2 separate regions of the Columba livia genome follow, and region 1 is linked to region 2. Evidence: chromatin contacts called from public Hi-C data. All regions are on one chromosome and are shown on one strand. Each heading gives the region's core, a stretch centred on a gene start, on an enhancer-like site or on the middle of the called end of the contact. The rest is flanking DNA. Distances are from core to core; before and after follow the strand shown. Region 1 has its middle 150 kb from the start of ALDH8A1. Region 2 overlaps SGK1 (serum/glucocorticoid regulated kinase 1).

Region 1 (4,115 bases), core at 396-2,895, 230 kb after region 2:
TAAAAAAAGAATAATAGATGAAAAGTTAAAACTGAGGACTCTAATATCAAAACAACCCATATATTTATGCCCATTTCAATGCAGATCTCTGACCAGACACCCTGCTGCCTACAGAGAGCAACAAAAGATAAAAGTTATGAAAGCTGTAATTTAAAGTAAAAGTGAAAGAAAATGTAAAGTTGTTGCACTTCAACAATAGTTTAACTATTATTTGCATGTCTCTGAATCTAGAACTGTAGAAGCTGATATTCAGGAACCTCTGGTAAACACGGGACTGGAGCAGATTTAATGTGTTGTACAGAAAAACCAGTCCTCCCATTTTGCCACCCACTCACAGGCAATAAACATTTAGAGGAGCCCTCTGTTCGCTTGCATCCATATACCGCAAACTACAGAATCCTTCCACCCTGCTACAGGAAACTTTAGACCTATGACTGAAAAAAAAATCTGCATCTCTCTTGTGCAGTGGAAGAGAGCTGTGGGGACTGAGGATTTTACCACTGTTCTAGAGCCACACAACCACATGTGATTTAGGAAGGAAAAAACTGTATTTGTTGACCTTTTCTTTACATACACCCATTTATGAAATGAAATCTTTATGTATTTTATAACAGTTTATTAATAATATATATTATACCGTGATAAATGCTATTATATATAACACCACGTATATTATATATCTGCAAAATATTTTATTTGGTCCTGATTCCACCATCCTGGAGGAATCCAATATGCACTTTGGACCATATATGTACACCGTAAAGAACCATACAGAACCGTATCCCATTCAAAAGTGTCATTTTTGTATTTACTGGAAGAACAAAGCAAACTTGCTACTGACCAAACGAGGTGACATGCCTTGAGCTGTAGATCAGGGTGGGCATCACCAAGTAAAACTTCAGTAGATTAATTAAATGAGCAAATATAAAAAGGCAAAGTATGATTTCACTGGGAATCATCGTTCCAATGAACTTAAGAAGCAAGGTCACATCACTCACAATCACATTTGTTTAGTTTAAAAACAAATATGACAGATGAAAAAGCTAAAATACTTCAGTACTTTGATGTGTAAGCATAATTTAAAAGAACTCCATAAGTGTTGTGTGTGTGCATGTAATCCCAGATACATGCATGCACTTTGTCACCCAGGTATTCTGAACATCTTGTACTACTCTGGAATCAGAAACGTACAGTACATTCAGAGAAGATATAATAAGAAAGTTGCACGAGGTAAATACTGAAATTTTTATGAGTGAACTTTTGTGAACCAGTATAATATGGGAGCATAAGGGGAACTCATAAAAGGAGGGCAAAAGTCAAAGAACAAATGAGGATGAGAAAAAGATATGAGGCATATCAGGCAAGCAGCAGAGAAAGAAATGTAAAAACAAATGTGCCTTTTGTCCGACATATATTCAGAAGAACATCCATTAAAGCCATGAAATCTATTTTAGGATCCAGGAAACCAAAGTTTTGCTCTTCCATTATAGTTATTCTCACTAGCTGTCTCCTGAGTTACAGCCTCATTAAATTCTATTGAAATGATATTATGTTGGTGTTCCAGGTGTGCTTTGGAAATTCTGAGCTACAGTGCAGTATAGCTTAAAGTGATTTATTTGTATACAACAGTGTAACTATGTTACAGCCAGTACTCTGCATACAGCTTCTCAGTGTAAAGATTTCACAACAGACTGCAAAAATCAGTGTCTGCAAGTAGGGCCTTGGGAAGCACTCCACAGGCACAGCCTCAGGTGAGTGAAACTAGGGGTGCATATGAATAGGATATTACAGTTCGTTTCCAATTAAAAGTGTCTCAGACTAAGACCAAAAAGGCAGATTCCTCCGTAAAAATCCTGACAGGCCACGTGTACTGGTCAAGCAGGGGTTCAAATACAATAAAAACTATTATAATATCATGGAATTTAAAGAGGGGCAGGACACAGAAAAGATCACTTTTATCCCAGGACTGACCTACACCATTCATGATGTGTCCCAGCGGTTCCTGGAGCCTCCAGAGATGGAGATTCAACAGCCTTTCTTGGTTATTAGCTATTAGCTGCACTCTCCCAGCACTTAACCTTATGCCACAGCCCTGTACAGGCAGACAAGGAAGGTTGTGCAAGGTAATGCCATAGGTTTGAAAGCCAACCTGCCACCTGCAGAGGTAGGCTCGCTGCTGTTGAGCTGAATAGACACACTGGGAAACTGTATAAAACTGTTCTATCCACCTGGGAAAAGCAGAAACCCTCCAGCGTTAGCAACGTTAAATATTACATGATCCTTTTATTGTGTTTAAAGAACATATGAGCAATGATTGTTAACAATGATGCCATGATATTTTTAAGTGTTTTTCCTGTGCCCAATGTGAATTATACCTGGTTCTGAATTGATGAACCTGCAGTGAGTTTTATAAAGCTGGTTGTGTCATCAGGATAATTAAAACAATATATGTTCCTGTTCAATACACAATTTCAGGTCATTATAAAACAGTACAGCATAATCATAAGTTGAATTGCTGGGTAAAGCATTACTGTGCTGTCACAATGTCTGTTAATGGCCTGTTTATTAAAGCAACATGAATATAATTGATGCCACCTTTAACCAACCAATTTTGAAAAGAAAGACTTCTGGGAAATAATTTCTGATGTTTTCAAAATGTGACAATCATGCAGAATCTTTTGAAAACGTATTATGTTATTGAGAACAGTAGGTAAACTAAGGAGACTGTTAATGCTTTTCAGTGCCGGCATGGATACATCCCATTTTCTTAACCCCTCCAATAATAACAACAATAATAGGCCTGTTGGTTGTTTTTGCAGCTCGCAAGCAGAGCCACGCAGCGATGCTGGCCCCAGCACAAACGCACTCCTGCAGCCACCAGCCCCAATGCCGTTTCCTTACACAGCTGCTCCAAGTCACATAGAACGAGTCCATCTCCAGTTTCTTCTCAGCAACACCCCAAAAGCATGAGTACAGTTTATGAACAGGTGTGCCAAAGGTTAATCTCATTCTACCAGACTGTTCCCATTTTAGAAGCATCCTCTGCCTAGGTCCTCTACTGCAGAGGTTACAGACAAATTTCTTCCTACATTTCTGGGTACCAGTAGCAAACAAACCTTCAGCCAAACCTTCTGTGACATTTTTTTCAGCTTTTTTATTTGTGGGTGGTAGACATGTCTTCCAGTATGTGACAGGGTGGGAGGATGTGACCTGTAGCTTTATTTCTCCTGAAGAAATCTCATGGGAGTGTGGGTAACCCACAGAGCTGTTGATGTGCTCCAAGTTCAAGGGTGTTCTTAAATCTCACCTGACAGGTGCCTGTCAACATCGAGGGGCAGATGCAGATAATGCCACTCCAAGCTGTCGCTCCTGGTGCTTGCCATTCAGTTTGTTGGGATTTTTCTGCAGATGTATGTAGAGACTTTTTTTAAGGAAATAAATGGTAAAAATGGGAACCTGAGCAGTGAGTGGCTATAATTAGGTTGGTACCTCTCACCTCCATTTGGTGAAGAAACAACATGAGGAAAAAGATCAGACAGAGAATAAGGGTTTATATTTCAGGTCATAAAGCAATAAGAACAGCATTTCCAAACTCAATAAAGAGCCAAGAAGAAGCTGTTCAGGATGATGGAGACATGGCAATGAGCAGAGGCAAAGTAATGTTCTCCACAAGAAAAGCAGAGGGGCATAAACAGAGGGTGTCAGGCTACACCACCTTGAGCTGCTGGAGCTGGCACTTCCAGCATCAGGCAGCACTAAACGTCAGCATGGCATGGGAACAATATCACAGTGTTGCTAACCCTCTTAAAAATCAAGGTCACGGACAATCTCCAGCCAGCCACTGGTTTTTGTCTTGCTTGGTAGTACTCAAGGCCACAGCTCTTTCTTTTCCTCAACAAAAGCTGAATTGAGGGCCTGGCAAATTACAAGTGTAATGACCTACCCTGAGTGTTCCTGCCACAATTACTGCCTGAGTGGCTAAATTTTGGGTAGATCATCATGATACTGCAAACATAACATTGCAGTAACCCCCAGCCCTTCAACTTCCTGGCCATTGTGGGTTTGAGGAGGTCACCCAGGCCATGCACAGCCAGAGCCAGTGACCCAAATCCTCC
Region 2 (4,096 bases), core at 828-3,327:
AAACCCCAAAACCATAAATAATGCCCATTTTACAGATGACATCTTTAAAACAAACAAAAAAAAAACCAAAAACAAAACAAAACAAAAAAAAAAAGAAAAAAGAAAAAATAATCCAACAGCTTTGACCGACTGCAGCTGGGGCATTTTGGTCCATAAAAACCCTTTCTAAAAATAGAAATCTTTTTTCATAGCAGCAATGCTTTCTTCAAGCATTTGGATACAAGTAATTGTGAGCCCATTTCAATAATTTTAGTTGACTGTATAGATTTACAAAAGAAATTTCAAAATTACACTTAATTTATCTTCCAAATATGGAAGAAAGAAACAATGCCCCACATTGTGGTATCCTGCAAGTGTCACACTGATGCTTTAAACTAAGTCCATCTGTAGTACGCAGACCACACACATACCATTTGTTCACATAGTAAACCCACATAAATGAACTGAGAAACACACTCTGCAACAGGGAAAGCTTTGGAGCTCACGAGATCTCATCAGAAAAAGGCACATTTCATAAAATCCTCATCACGTTCAGATAGATCTTCAGGCAAGGCTTTTCGGAGCACGATTTCAAAACAGCTTGTTCTTACTCCTACGATCTGCCATAGCAGTCTGTGGCAGCAGTCACTCTTGTTTTTCTTTCCCAAGGAGACAGCACCACTTTTGGGGAAGAACGAATGGAAATGAAAAGCCTGTAAAGCTCATTTAGAGAGTGATGTGCTCTTCAAAAAAGCTTCCAGCAAACAGTGTAGTTGAAATTAAGGCTGCAAAGCTGCCATGGTAGAAATGTGCAAATTCTCTTTCAAAATGACCGGTCAACTGGCAGTTTCACCAGAAGGCCAAACAAAAATAAAAATAATAGTTATTATTATTAAAAAAGAAAAAGAAAAATGTTCACAAGAAAGAGTCCACAGGTGGGGCATATGAGAAGCCCAAAAAAGCCTCAGCAGCCTCTTTGACGCTGGCAGTGATGAGGATGCTGTCTGGGGACTGGCCGATGGAACTGGGGACTGGCTCGTCTGTAAACTCCGGATCAAAGTGTCGCAGGTCACTGGGGCCACTCTGTGGAAAGAGCAGAAAATGAAAGATACAACAGTTAGACACAAATGTTTTGTGAGTGCACAGTTCAAGTCAAAATGGGGACAAGCACCCTTGTGCAGAGACTCACAGTGTTATCACCTTGGGCCCACTGTTTTAAGAGTCTTTGACAGTTTTAGTCTTTTTTTTTTTGTCTCCTGCTGCATGTTGTCTCACTAAAACCAAGATGATTCAGTTTTAATGCACTATCCCCCAACTAAGCTCATGCAACAATGCAAACATGCCACTCTGCCATGCAGCAGTTTGCAGGGGAAGACTTTGATCTCTGGGCTAGTTACTAAATTTAGGTTATAAAATGCTCAGAAAGTGAAAGAGAACAACCTCCACAACCAGATCTCCCTCTTTAGGTATTAGTATCTAACAAGCCAAATGCCACTCTGCCCTTAGAAGCTACTTGCTTTCTACACCTTACCTTCCCCTTGGATAAAATGGGGATGCTGGGGATGACTTTAAAATAGCCATGCAAATGAAGCATGTGATAGGCCAAAAAACCCAGCTAAATTCATATGCTCCATCAGCTACTTGCTTATTTTTAATCTTCCTGGTTCAGCCACAGGGGAAGGAAAAGCTGTGTTCCCCGTACACACCCATCCAGCCAGTTGCCCCCAGCTCCTGGGCACAACATGAAGACAAGGGGGAAAAAGACACTCTCCATACATTCTATAATTAGAAGTGATACATACCACATTTGGGTTAAAAGGGGGCGTAATCTTCTTATTAATGAGATCATCCCAGTTAATTGGGGAGAAGAAGATGTGATTCTTAATCTCCATCTGTTACAGAGAGAAAAATAGATTAATTCAGACCCAAGCTAATGTAAGCAGTATGGCCTAGTCACCCTTCTGTGCTGCCCACAGGCACCAGCTGGTTTCCACTTACAAAGTCCTCCTTGGCACCAAGCCTCTTTGTCCTGTCCTTCTGCAAGAGGCCTTCCAGGAGATGTCTAGCAGAGTTGGTAATATTTGGCTTCAGCTGCAAGGGTTTGTTCAAGATGTTGTCGTACATTTCTGCCGTGTTCCTGCTGTAGAAGGGCGGCTGTAGGAATAGGAAAGGAGAGATCTGGGTTAATGAGGCTTCTTGAGGGAGAAGGACAAGTAAGCTAGTTTGATTTGTCATGAAGGATTCACTGCTTACCAGGCCATAAAGCATCTCATACAGGACTGCTCCAAGGCACCACCAGTCCACAGTCCGGTCATAGGGCTGCTTATGGAGAACTTCAGGAGCAAGATACTGTGTAAGAAAAGGAAGAGAGCCACATTAACCAAAGAGATCTTTACAATTAGGAAAGCCTCTCATTCTTGAATGAAAGCAGCTTACCGAATCCCAGCAATATCTAAGCTACTGGAGGGCTACAAGCTCTTTATAAACAGGGAGGCAGCTCAAAAACTGTCCTCTCCTGCTTAACAAGCCCTACATATCCTCACTGGCAGCATGATATTACAAGACCCATAATACCCCCTTGCTTGTCTAACAAGCCAGAAATATACATGGGACACGTCAGGTTTCACTGACGAAAACAGCGCTTGCTGCCACTCTGCATGCCGCGGGCTGCCCGTACCTCCGGTGTGCCGCAGAAGGTGGAGGTCGTGCCATTGTGCTCTATGTTTTCTTTGCAGAGTCCAAAGTCAGTCAAGACAATGTGCCCCTGTGAATCAAGCAGAATATTCTCCGGCTTCAAGTCTCTGTAGGAAGAGATGAAAGAAGACAAGGGCTTGTTAGAGGACCTACAGCGAGACTATTTCAAGTGCAATTGCTTACAGAACCTCACTAAGCCACGAAAAAATATTAAAAGCAATTCTGAACTCACATTGAGTTCAACTTGTCAATGTTTATTCAACAAAGCACGTTTTTTCTTTTTTTCAGTCTGCCAAGCTGCACAAGATTGCTTACCGATAAACAATGTTCAGGGAGTGCAGGTAGCCCAGTGCACTGGCGATTTCAGCAGTGTAAAATCGAGCTCTTGGCTCCAGGAAGCAACGCTCCCTCTGGAGATGGTAGAACAACTACAGGAGACAGAGAGAACAAAGTTGTTTAAACGGCGCCAAAGCCTGTTAACAATGCACTTAATTAGACTCAACATATATAGCCAGGGAGAACAATAGCAGGAAATGGCCTAATGATCCTTTGGTAGTTCAAAACCTGGCAGGCTGGAAACACTCAATCTAGTAACTTTTCCCCCATGACTTTTCCCCTTGCAACTCTTTTTTATTTAAAAGGAAGGGTGAAAAAGTCTACCCTACCACTGTGCACATGATAGGAAATACTATTTCATTTTCTTACTGCTTACCTCTCCACCATTGATGTAGTCTAGGACAAAATACAATTTGTCTGCAGTTTGGAAGGAAAAGTGCAGCCCAACCAGGAAGGGGTGTTTCACATTTTTCAGCAGGACATTACGTTCTGACATAATGTGCTTCTCCTGAAAACATAAGAAATTATCAATGTTTAGTACACTTGCTTAGTAACAGCAGTAAAAATATATTTTGTGTACATCACAATGGCATCAGGAAGAAGCAGCTTACCTCCTTCTTCTTCAGGATTGCTTTTTTCTGCAGGACTTTAACAGCATAGAACTGCTCTTCTGCCTTATGTCGTGCAAGGAGAACCTGAAAGAGGATAAAATTCCAGAACTGAGCAATGCTGAAATACAGAACAGCTTGTAAACACAACTGGAAACAAGCCTTTACTGACTGAACTGCTGAGCACTTTTACATCCCTTTGGTTCAACGTGCAAGTCCTTTGCTGGAAATGCCTAAACACTATTAAGCCTCTGGCAGCTGCCTCTGGCAGCTTAATAGTGTTTAGCCCAAAGTTTTTATTAGTAGTCCCGTCCCCCTCCAAAAGCAAAGTATATATTCTTCCCAGCACTAGTGCCTCCTCATTCCCTCACTCTTCTACAGCTCTTTCAAAGGCAGCATGCTGCTCGCTCTCCCTGCAGATATGCAGAGAACCAGGCTGCAAAACATGCTCATATCTGGTTTAAGTGACCACCATTTAC

The links. A called contact is a pair of places that touch in the nucleus more often than the background predicts.
Region 1: a Hi-C map of liver shows a contact between it and region 2, with 4 times the contacts expected there. The contact joins two enhancer-like sites. A contact is called at or near these places in 2 of 2 Hi-C or Micro-C datasets (crop and liver).

Annotation. Positions count from the first base shown.
Region 1 is chr3:59,753,021-59,757,135 of bColLiv1.pat.W.v2, forward strand. No RefSeq gene overlaps it. Among named protein-coding and RNA genes, the nearest start is that of ALDH8A1, 150 kb to the right of the region's middle. Within about 2 kb of position 1,646, at least 1 of the 3 cell types and tissues checked has an H3K27ac peak away from gene starts, as active enhancers do.
Region 2 is chr3:59,518,899-59,522,994 of bColLiv1.pat.W.v2, forward strand. It overlaps SGK1 (serum/glucocorticoid regulated kinase 1), which reads right to left. Exons shown (of 14, transcript XM_065057052.1): 7 at 3,621-3,704; 8 at 3,386-3,517; 9 at 2,989-3,101; 10 at 2,657-2,780; 11 at 2,233-2,328; 12 at 1,978-2,133; 13 at 1,782-1,871; 14 at 1-1,062. The coding sequence ends at 895. Among named protein-coding and RNA genes, the nearest start is that of SLC2A12, 30 kb to the left of the region's middle. Within about 2 kb of position 2,078, at least 1 of the 3 cell types and tissues checked has an H3K27ac peak away from gene starts, as active enhancers do.